Linked DNA regions of Muntiacus reevesi: regions 1 and 3 are each linked to region 2. Evidence: chromatin contacts called from public Hi-C data. All regions are on one chromosome and are shown on one strand. Each heading gives the region's core, a stretch centred on a gene start, on an enhancer-like site or on the middle of the called end of the contact. The rest is flanking DNA. Distances are from core to core; before and after follow the strand shown.

Evidence for each region. Hi-C and Micro-C count contacts between places; a contact is called where the count stands out from the background.
Region 1: a Hi-C map of blood shows a contact between it and region 2, with 2.9 times the contacts expected there. The contact joins the promoter of EML3 here to the promoter of SLC3A2 in region 2. A contact is called at or near these places in 2 of 3 Hi-C or Micro-C datasets (blood and muscle).
Region 3: a contact with region 2 is called in a Hi-C map of blood, with 4 times the contacts expected there. The contact joins the promoter of TUT1 here to the promoter of SLC3A2 in region 2. A contact is called at or near these places in 2 of 3 Hi-C or Micro-C datasets (blood and muscle).

The regions. Positions count from the first base shown.
Region 1 is chr5:38,914,433-38,917,512 of mMunRee1.1, reverse strand. EML3 (EMAP like 3) reads left to right here and starts at 1,269. Exons shown (of 22, transcript XM_065937498.1): 1 at 1,269-1,593; 2 at 2,436-2,607; 3 at 2,686-2,946; 4 at 3,035-3,080. The coding sequence starts at 1,572. It overlaps ROM1 (retinal outer segment membrane protein 1), which reads right to left and starts at 1,087. Exons shown (of 3, transcript XM_065937501.1): 1 at 131-1,087. The coding sequence starts at 720.
Region 2 is chr5:39,120,351-39,123,747 of mMunRee1.1, reverse strand. It overlaps SLC3A2 (solute carrier family 3 member 2), which reads right to left and starts at 1,250. Exons shown (of 10, transcript XM_065937559.1): 1 at 927-1,250. The coding sequence starts at 1,041. It overlaps LOC136168817 (a long non-coding RNA gene), which reads left to right and starts at 1,361. Exons shown (of 12, transcript XR_010663346.1): 1 at 1,361-1,437; 2 at 1,777-1,826; 3 at 2,086-2,170; 4 at 2,415-2,465; 5 at 2,818-2,852; 6 at 2,954-2,998; 7 at 3,269-3,315. LOC136170097 (small nucleolar RNA SNORD27) reads left to right here and starts at 2,267; the gene lies at 2,267-2,338. It overlaps LOC136170098 (small nucleolar RNA SNORD26), which reads left to right and starts at 1,897; the gene lies at 1,897-1,972. It also overlaps LOC136170095, LOC136170104 and LOC136170096.
Region 3 is chr5:38,893,730-38,897,288 of mMunRee1.1, reverse strand. TUT1 (terminal uridylyl transferase 1, U6 snRNA-specific) reads left to right here and starts at 1,288. Exons shown (of 9, transcript XM_065937494.1): 1 at 1,288-1,418; 2 at 2,868-3,058. The coding sequence starts at 1,337.

The DNA of each region.
Region 1 (3,080 bases), core at 20-2,519, 210 kb after region 2:
GAGCAGTTTGGTACCATGCCCTGGCCCCTTTCCCTCAATCACTAGATGAATTATTGCCTATCTGGGTGAGGTGGGGTTTCAAGGAAAGAGAAGAGAAGGAAGAGAAGGACGGGAGAAGCAAATCACTCACTCAACCACGTCGTGGTCATTGGGATCCAGGTAACGGTTGCTGACCCACTGGATTCCAAACCAATCCTTGTAGCCATGACGGCCGCAGCAGTGGTGCCTCAGCTGCAGCTCGTCCAACAGCCGTTTGGCTTGACAGCGTCCGGGCACCTCTGTGTCCTTGTAGTGAGCCAAGGCAGACCCCAGGCCCTCCTCCAGCCCCGTGTCCAGAGTCCCAGGTAAAGCCAGGGCTAGTCCCAGGGCGAGGACCAGGAGCCCCCCGCCCCCCGCTGTGCCAGCCACCAGCAGCGGGCCCAGGACCCCTCGCCAGGGAGGGTATTGTTCTGCATCCAGACTGGCCCGGCTAGCTCCTGAGCCCACCAGTCCTGTGCCCAGAGCCACTGCACTGGCCGCCAAGGCAACCTGGGGCAGGGCAGAGAATGGGCAGGAGGGAGCCAAGAAGGTACCGAGGTGCCATAGCTGGACCAGGAGGTGCCCGCTACAGAGGAGGGTGAGGCCACCGACCAGCACGAGCAGCCAGGAGAGGAGCCAGAGCCCCTGCGCCAGACGGATGCGGGGCTGGAGGGGCAGGACCAGGGGCAGCACCGGCGCCATCTCCCATCTCTGCCCGAGGGACAGCAGAGCTGTCAGGAGCTGGGGTTGGCCGTGGCAGGATGCTGCGTCAGCCCTGCCCGGCTTGAGCTGGGCTAATGCCACCCTGACCCCAATACCCTGGGCATCCTCCCGCCACAGCCTTAATAACCCGCCGCACCGGGTCCCCAGCCAGTCCCAGTTCGGGATGCCTCGGCTTTGCCCCTGAGGGAAAGCCCCGCCCCCGGGCAAAGGGCCGATTTCGTGACCCCGCCTCTGCCCCCTCGCGGAAGTGGGGAGGGGCTGGTCGGTTCAGCCCCCCAGAGGCTAGGGGCTGGGGGCGGAGACCTCGGGCCCCGCGCTCCTTCCCGGGTCCCCAGGGAGTCCGAGGGCCAGGACCCCGGAAGGGCCTGGAGGGTGGTGGCCGGAGGGGACCCGGGGTGGGGTGGGGGGGGAGGTCAGAGGGTTGGCCCCGCCCCCGTAACAAGCCGCGAGGCCCGGACAGGGAGGGGTTACCAGGCGGCCCGGCCCCCCCTCGTCCCGCCCCCCCTCCCGCGCTTCCTGGCGGCTCCGCGTCCGGGGCCTGTTTGTGCTGCGGCGCTGGGGCCCGGGACGGCCCCGCCACCCCACCCCCGGGAGCCGAGAGCGGCCCCGGGAGAGTCCGAGGCCCCGGCGAGCCCCAGAGCCTGCGGCCCCCTCCCCACAGCGCCCCCTCCAGGCCCTTTGCCCGCGCCCTACAGCGCCCCCGGGGGGTGGCTCGGCTCCCTCGCGCGCGCGCCCCGGGGTGCTTCCCCTTCCCCTCTCCCTGGCCATGGCCCCCGCGGCTTAGACGCCTCCTCCTCCGCCGCCGCCGCTCGGAGCAAGCCGGGGGCCGGATGGACGGGGCCGGGGGGCCCGGTGAGTACGGGGCGGGGCGGGCGGCGTGCCCCTTCCCGGAGCGCCGGCCGCTCTGGCGCTGCCATTGCCCGACGGCTGTCCCGGGCGTCCCCGCGTGCTTCTTGGCCGCGGGGGCTCCAGCATCCTCCACTGTTCCTCAGGCCGCTCCCCCTAGTTACTTGGGTCCTTCAACTGTCATTTCGGACTTCGCCAACGCCATCCTGCCTCCCGTGTTACTCTGGGCCCCTGCAAAATTTCCGAACCTCCTGTGTTAGCCTGGGCTTCTTTTCCTGCTTTGTTGGGTCTTTTTGCTCCTGACCTCTGTTACCCTGAAACCTGCGCTGGGACCTCTGCTCTCCGCTGCTAACCCTCTCCTGTCACTCCGGACCTCTTCTCTTCTGAGTGCTCAGGATGACTGTCCTCTGAGTTCCCTGCTTCTCTCCTGGTGCTCCCTCGCAGTTTCGCTGCCTTCCCTGGAGTCCTGCGGTTCCTCTGGGCTGGGCCCTGTCGTCCCTCATCCAGCATTGCGCCTCCGTCTGTGGTTCCCACGTTCCTCGGCAGAACTCCATATTTTCCCCCTGGTACTCCATGGTACTCCCTGTCTTTGCGGAGGCTGGGACAGGCAGCAGGAAGGGAGCTCTGCCAGGTTCCTCGCCTGCCCTGCCAGAAGGAGGCCCTTGATCCTTTTCCCATCGTCTCCTCCCCTCTGGGAGCGCGTCCAAGTCTGGAGTTGCTTGGAGGGGGCTGTCCTATTGGACAGATGCAAAGTTGGGGGGGAGAGAATCCCCTCAAGCCTTTCCCCAGGTGTGGGTGTGGGGTGTGGGGGGGGGTGGCATGCTGACGGCTTCTTGCCCCTTTCCCAGGTGAGGGCCCGGCTCAGGAGGCCCTGCAGTCCTTGAGCCGGCGGCTTCAGGTGCAGGAGAAGGAGATGGAGCTGGTGAAGGCAGCCTTGGCAGAAGCTCTTCGCCTGCTGCGGCTGCAGGCGCCCCCCACCTCCTTGCAGGACCCTGGCACCCTGGGCCCTCCGAGGGACAGGTATGCACGTGGTCACATCCTCCTCCTCCTCCTCGATGGGGCCTCTGGGGCCATCAGGTTGATGAACTGTCTCCCCAGCAGCCCCGCAGCCCCCCCAGGACTGCCACCCACATGCAGCCCCTCCTTGGTGAGCCGAGGCACCCAGACGGAAGCAGAGGTGGAGGTGGAACCACCCCCTGGCCCCCCCGGGCTGAGCAACGGGCCCCCAGCTCCTCCCGGGGGCAGTGAAGAACCTAGTGGGGCCCAGTCTGAAGGAGGGGGCAGCAGCAGCAGTGGCACGGGCTCCCCTGGCCCCCCGGGGATCCTCAGGCTGGCTCAGCCCCCGCAGCGCACTGACACGTAAGTGTCCTGTGGCTGAGGCTGGGAGGGGAGGGCAGATACGGGAGCCCAGGGAATGACGTTCACCTGCTCACTGTGCTCTGCCCAGGCCCCGGAGAAATTCTTCCTCCTCATCCCCCTCAGAACGGCCTCGC
Region 2 (3,397 bases), core at 1-2,500:
AGGGATCATGCCATTTGTTTCCTGTGTACTTGTTTGCCCCCAAATACCCAGTGTGATGACAGCAGTAAAGCAGAGTGATCCAAAGTGCAGGCTCTGTCATCAAGACTGCCTGGATTTGCACCTAGGCTGATATTTCTTAGCTGGGTAACTCTGAGCAAGTTAATTAACCCCTCCAGATCTCAGGTTCCTCATGCCTAAACGACCTTATGGCCTCCTCCTAGGGTTGTAGTAGTAAATGAGGTCATCCAGGAGACCACACAGTAAGAGCTTAATAAATGGTTATAAAATGTACATATAATACATTTTAAAAACAGCCATATACCCTAGGTGTGCACCATAAATGACTAAAACTGGTTGGCCTCAGTAACAAGGGTTTAGATGACTGGAACCACCCTGCCAATCAGGCAAGAGTTGTACGCGGCTCTGCAAAAGCTTTTTACACCTAGATTCCCTCCAGGTAATCTGCGTTAAGGGGTTTCCCAGGTGGCGCAGTTGGTAAAGACTCCTGCCAAGGCAGGAGACGCAAGAGACGCCTAGTTCGATCCCAGGGTTGGGAAAATCTCTTGGAGTAGGGAGGAGCCCCTGGAGTAGAAAATGGCCTCCAGTATTCTTGCCTGGAAAATTCCATGGACAGAGGAACTGGCCGGCTACAGTCCATGGGATCGTAGAGTCGAACACGACTGAGGGGGCACACACATACACACACACACGCAATGTGCTTAGAACGGCGCTTTAAATGTCGGCTAACGCTAGCCCCACTACAAGCTCCAAGCAAAATCGGACCAGAGAGTAGGACAAAGGTGGCCGGTTACAGAAAATATCCTAAAACTGTTATATTTCAAGAGCACCTACAACCTGATTCACTTTACCAAAACGGTTCCATGCAAGAGCCCTCCACTCGAGATCGGCCAGGGGCCCAGTAATACCTGAGTCGCCCCCCGCGCTGGGCCCCTGAGGACCAGGCCCAGAAGGCTCGCTGGGCGGCGGCTGGCTTGGAAGCGAGATGACGCCAGCGAAGGGTTCGTGAGGCTCGCGGTCCATGGCGTAGGACCCTGCACGCGGATTTAGAGTGTGTGCAAGCAAGGGAATGCTCAGGGAAAGGTGTGGGGCAGTCAGCTGTGACCGACACGGGGCGTCAATCCAGGATCTGCGCGAAGCCGGGATGGCCTCAGCGCCAAAAGTCGCAGTAAAGGACCCGCGGCAGCACGTTACAAGTGCCTCCGCACTCCCTGAGGCGCATGCGCACCTTTCTCGCGGCGCCGCTTCAGGAAGCACACAGCTTCTCGTACTTCCTCTAGAAATCTCTACCCACAATCCACCAAGCTCCCTCTGCGCTTGCGCCCGCCGTAGTCCCGCCCCCAAATCCCGTGGGCCTCTGCGAGATGGTATTTATGTGTCTCGCGGTAAGCCTTCTGTCTCATTTACCCACACCTTTCGGTAAGTGTGTTGTTCTGTTGAGTTTTACGAGAAAAACGGCTGTGCAAACGTGCCCGCGCCTTGGCCTCTCTTTGTGGTATCTGTTGGGTTCGTGGGGAAGGGGGAAAACGTGGCCTTAGTGTTGAGGCCTTGAAGGAACAGGGGCTTTGTGAAGGACAAGATGGCGATGGCGGCCCGTGCCGAGTGGCCTCTCTGTGATGAGACCCTTTTCACAGACCTGTACTGAGCTCCGTGAGGATAAGAAACTCTGAGGAGACCGGCCTTGTACGGCAACGCAGTCTTAGCTCCGGAAAACGAGTTTACGAGACACAGTGCTGACCCAATGTCTTTTGTCTGCAGGGTTCGGACGCGCGCCAAATGCTGAAGGACCGCAAACAGGTCTCATTGGAGTAAGTGCTTTTGGTCTCCGTTTACTGCCGTTTTTTTCTTGTTGAATATGCGGGAGTCCGACGGGATGTGCTACGGGGATGATTTCAAAAATTGAACTCTCTCTTTCTGATGGATTAGTGGAGAAAACATAAAAACTCTGAGTAGCACCGTCCGTAGCAAATGTTTGGGCTTTTAGCCCTGCGTTGTTAAGGCACTAACGTGGGACAGTTAAACTACGAGATATAAAAGTAAGAAAGAGTATTATTTTGTTTCTCACAGATGTGGTTTAACTCAAAGGAGCTTACAGATTGGAAGGATGAGACAAGACTTATCCCTGTGTGGATCAAGTGTTCTCATGCTGCAGGTGGGTACGCGATGCTTTTTGCAGTTGCCGGGGCGGGGGGGAGGGGGTAGAAGCATAGTATCAGGATGGGACTTGCTGGTTGAAATCGCACTGGCCACTCCATGATGAATGTAAAATGACAAGCATATGCCTGAACTCAAAAGTGATGTCATCTTACTACTGAGAAGTGGGCACGAAATGCTCCAGGGTCTTTTAATGGCAGTTCTCAAATACTAAAAATAATGCCTCGTTTTTCTATCTCCAGGATCTCCTCATCAGTCCTGAGGAATTCAACTGCCTCCCAGGGTGAATACAGGTAAGTTTCCAAATGGGAGGCTTGGTTGTGGTCTCTGGTGTTTTCAACAACCAGGAGAGCAAATGGTCAGTGGAGCAGTGTTGTGTTTTTGCTCCTTCCAGCTTGTTCCTCTTGGAATGATTTCCCTGGGGAGGGAGTCAGCACCCCAGCAAGCAGCATGGTTCCTTCTTATGAGGTTGTGCTCTTCCCTCGCCCACACGTCACTGTCAGATGATTTGAATTGATAATGCTGATCCTCTGTGAGGTACCACAGTTAATAGCATGTTAGAGTTCTGATGGCAGTCTCTGTTAATGAAGAAATTTATTTCATCCTAGTATTTGGAGTAACCAACCGTTTTCTCCCCTTTTGTAGGTTATCACAGCGTTAATAGAGTCATCTGTCTTACAGTAAGTTTTCTCAGTATTGTGGGAAATGGGGGGGGGTTCTCTTGTTTCTGATAGTGCTGTTTCTTGATCTCTTATTTTATCTTTATTTATTGGTTTCCTAGATGCCTCTTGATCTGCTCAGGGTGACTCCCGCAAAGAGTCAAGAGGTGAGTACCTGTAACTTAGCTTGCTTTTGCTTATCTCCAGTGCCAATGAGGAAAGCAGGCATCCTGTCTTACCCCTGTTCTAGCCCCAGAGCCAGTAATGGTGAACCCACTGGGGCTAACTGGGAGAAAGGATGAAATTTCATTCCATAGGAATTGTCTGAGGTACAGCAAATGAACAGCATTTGCTTGGCTTGGGTTATCCATTAACCCTAGTTAGAATAGTTTTGGTTGTTTTAGATACTTTGCTAATTACATGATCTTCTCATTCAGGAGCAGCTTGTTGCTATAGATTCCTGGAAAGCCTCCAGAGTTAAAAGGTTAGTTGATTAATGTGTGTATGGCATATGCCACCAAGTAGGCAGTTTCTATGATGAATCAAACTAGCTCACTATGACTTAA
Region 3 (3,559 bases), core at 39-2,538, 230 kb after region 2:
TGTCTAGTTTCTTCTGTATTTTCCAACTCTTCCTCCCCTCTTCTATTTACTGAAGGAATTCTGGGAGTTGCTAGAGGCCAGAGCGGGATGTAATCCACTTTGAAGGGTACTGTAGACTCATGCCACCTACTTTCCTGCTACTTCAAGGATCCCCAAGGCCAGCCTCAGCAACTGCTTGATATTGAGGTCCCCCTTGGGACCTTGGGGTGTTTCCTGCCTTTTGGGGTTTGGGAGACAGATTAGACACGATCTGGTTCCAACGGGAGGAGCCCCTTAGGAGAGAGAAGCCTACAGTGTGCTCCTTGAGCACTTTCTTTAGAGATGGGGAAAGGCCTAAGCAGCAGACTTACCTCGAGTTTAGTTTGAGACGCCTGACTCAGGCCCGCTGCTCTTTTCACAGCCCGATGCTGTGGGTTGATCAACACAGCAAGAGCTGCTTAGCCCAGCTGATAGGCTCCTCTATCTCATGGTCCCTGTCCCTGGTGCCTCCTCAGGTCCCTTGCTCTCTCCCTGGTCTAAGCCAGCATCTCTGGTGTCGGGAGGAATGACCACTACAACGGTCTACGGCGGAATCAGCACCCTCCAACGTTTTTACGCAGTTGCCATCACAGCAGTTTCCGCTGCATGCCTTTAAATGGGCGGGAGGCTCTGGTGTCTGGTGAATACTCCACGCAGACCGCTTTCGAAGAAGAAAGGCCATCTGGCTGTGGGTCTGTGGAGTTCTAAAGGTGCGCGGGGGGAAGAGCTCCTCAGTCAGGGCTAGGAAGCGGGCACAGACCACCATTCAGGTAAAGGACCAACGGCAGAGGGAAAAGGGTAAAAGTCCTCAGGAGGTTTGGAGGCTAGGAACAGACCGGGCTTCGTGAAGGACCCGCCTTTATCCACCAGGTAAATATGGGGTTGAGGATACAGCCCCATGGGTCTCTACTGCCCCTCGAAGGAGGGCACAGCACGCCCTAAGTCATCCATCAAGGAAACGGCCGACTGTCAAGCAGGAGGCCCGGCTAGAAACCCGGCTCAGGCCTCGTGGCTGCTCTGTGAATATTCATGACCTTGGGGCCAATCAACGTCTCAACCGCTCAGAGCACACCAATTGGCTTACCGCATGCAGATAAGCATCGTGGACAGTTTTCCAAAAGCTGGTAGAGACCTAATTCCGGCAGGAAACGGAACCCTGAGCCGAAAGAGCTCGGTTTTAGCAGGAGCGTACTGCGCGATTGGCCGACGGTACGTCACTTCCTATTGGACCGGCGGAAGTTGCTTCCGAGAGCGTTGCCATTTGTAGGAGGGAGTTCCGGTCGTGGCTGAGGTGGTTGCATTTTGTCAGAGAGTCACGATGGCTGCAGTGGATTCAGATATCGAGCCGCTGCCTCGTGGGGGTTTCCGCTGCTGCCTCTGCCACATCACTACAGCCAACCGTAAGCGGTGGCTCCTCGGGGGGGCGGTTTCGTCTTTGGGTTCTAGCGAAGATTAGGGTTACAGGCCATAGTTCTTGCCAAGTCTGTTGGTAGGGTCTCACCTCCGTTTTCTCTCCGCCGTCCGGAGGGATTACAAAGTGGGGAGAGTCCCAGCACCTTACACCCCAGCGTCCCCGTATCTGAAATCTCCACGATGGAAATTTCGTTATTTTATTCCCTCTTTAACTGTCAGGTATTGGACATCCAGCTCTAGGGCGGGGAGAGGGAATTTAAAGAGGTGAAGAAGCTCACACTCTAGAGATGGAGATAATTTTCAATACCCTCTGTTTGAAAAGCTGCATGATCACAGAGAAGGTAGTAGGGAAAGAAGCCCTACAAGAGGAGCCCCCCAAAGGCAGAGATGTGAAGTAGCGTGGTATGCATATTAGGAACGTGGGTTTGGAAAAGGAGACCACGTCCTTTTATGACAGTGCAAGAGGCCCAGTGAAACCTCAGCTTCCACTTCTGAAGTCTGAAATCATAATCTCACCTAAACATGATCATTCATTTTTCTTTTTCATTGTGAATGAGAAATGCCCTACCACTGTCCAGTAGGGCAAGCCAGAAATCCAGGATAGTCTTCTCTGGCCCCACATAACACTTGGTGATGTCAGACAGCTGACTCAAAGGGAAATAGAAAATTAAAAAATCAGCTATGTTTCCCCACATTCAGCATGTCCCAGACTTGGGCCAAGTGCTATGTGTGAATAGTATCTATATGGTAGGAAGTATTAATATCTATTTCATACCTGAGGAGACATGAATAGCGAGGTTAAGTTACTTGCCCAAGATTTCATACACTCTGACAGAGCTGGGATTTGTTTCTTGGTAGTGTGACTTATGATTCTGCCCTTGGAATCTCTGTATTATACTCAGAAATGATAAGTGGGAGATAGTGTAGGGTCCTGATTCATTTAGTTCATCTATGTATTGAAGTCAGGAGGAGAAGGGAATGACAGAAGATGAGATGGTTGGATGGCATTACTGACTCGATGAACATGAGTTTGGGCAAGCTCCAGGAGTTCGTGATGAACAGGGAAGCCTGGTGTGCTGCAATCCATGGTGTTGCAAAGAGTTGGACACGACTGAGCAACTGAACTGAACTGATATATGACCTGGATAAGTTATCTGTTAGTTTCTTTACCATGTGCAGGTGTTGCTCTATCTTGCACTTATAGGTGGTTTAAGAAATACTTGTGTACAACCAGTTCTCCTGGGGACCACTTAGAATGCACTGTACAGACAGATGGACAAGCGAGGAAGCTGAAAGGAGCCAGGACTTTGTTATTCAAAAGTCACAGTTTCAACGGCTTGGAAGAATCAGTAGGATCTCAGTATGCAGAGAACAAAGTCAGAGTAGGTGCACTGAAGTGCGACTCAGATGCTTTGGTCTCACGCTTGTCTCTGCAGGACCCAGCCTGGATGCCCATCTGGGGGGCCGGAAGCACCGGCACCTGGAAGAACTACGAGCTACTCGAAAGGCCCAGGGGCTTCGAAGCGTGTTTGTCAGTGGCTTTCCCCGGGATGTGGGTTCTGCTCAGCTCTCCGAGTACTTCCAGGCATTTGGACCTGTGGCCAGTGTCGTCATGGACAAGGACAAGGTAGAGTGAATGACTCGGGGTAAAGAACGAGTCACGTGTGCTGCACACCAAGAGAAACGAGGGCGAGAAACCAACAGCCTGTTTTTTCGACTTCCTAGTGTGACTTGCCCGTGGTGGGCACCCCAGTGCTTGGACTAGTCTAGCTTTGTGTCTCTCACCCTCGCCCCTTACCCCTGCTGGGATTTTATCAGTTCGTCAGAGTTAGTCATTGGGGAACTTGGTCGTTTATTTCTTCTATCAGTCTTTCACTTGCCAAATATTTGTTAATTGCTAATTTTGCACTAGGCTCCCCTGTCAGGGAACTAAGATCCTGCAAGCCATGTGGCGCTGCCAAAAAAAAAAAAATCTTGGGCAAATTACTTAACCTTGCTATTCATGTCTCCTCAGATATAAAATGGAGATAATAATAGTACCTGGGGCTTCCCTGATAGCTCAGACGGTAAACCTGGGTTCGATCCCTGGGTCAGTAAGATCCCCTGGAGAAGGAAATGGCAACCCACT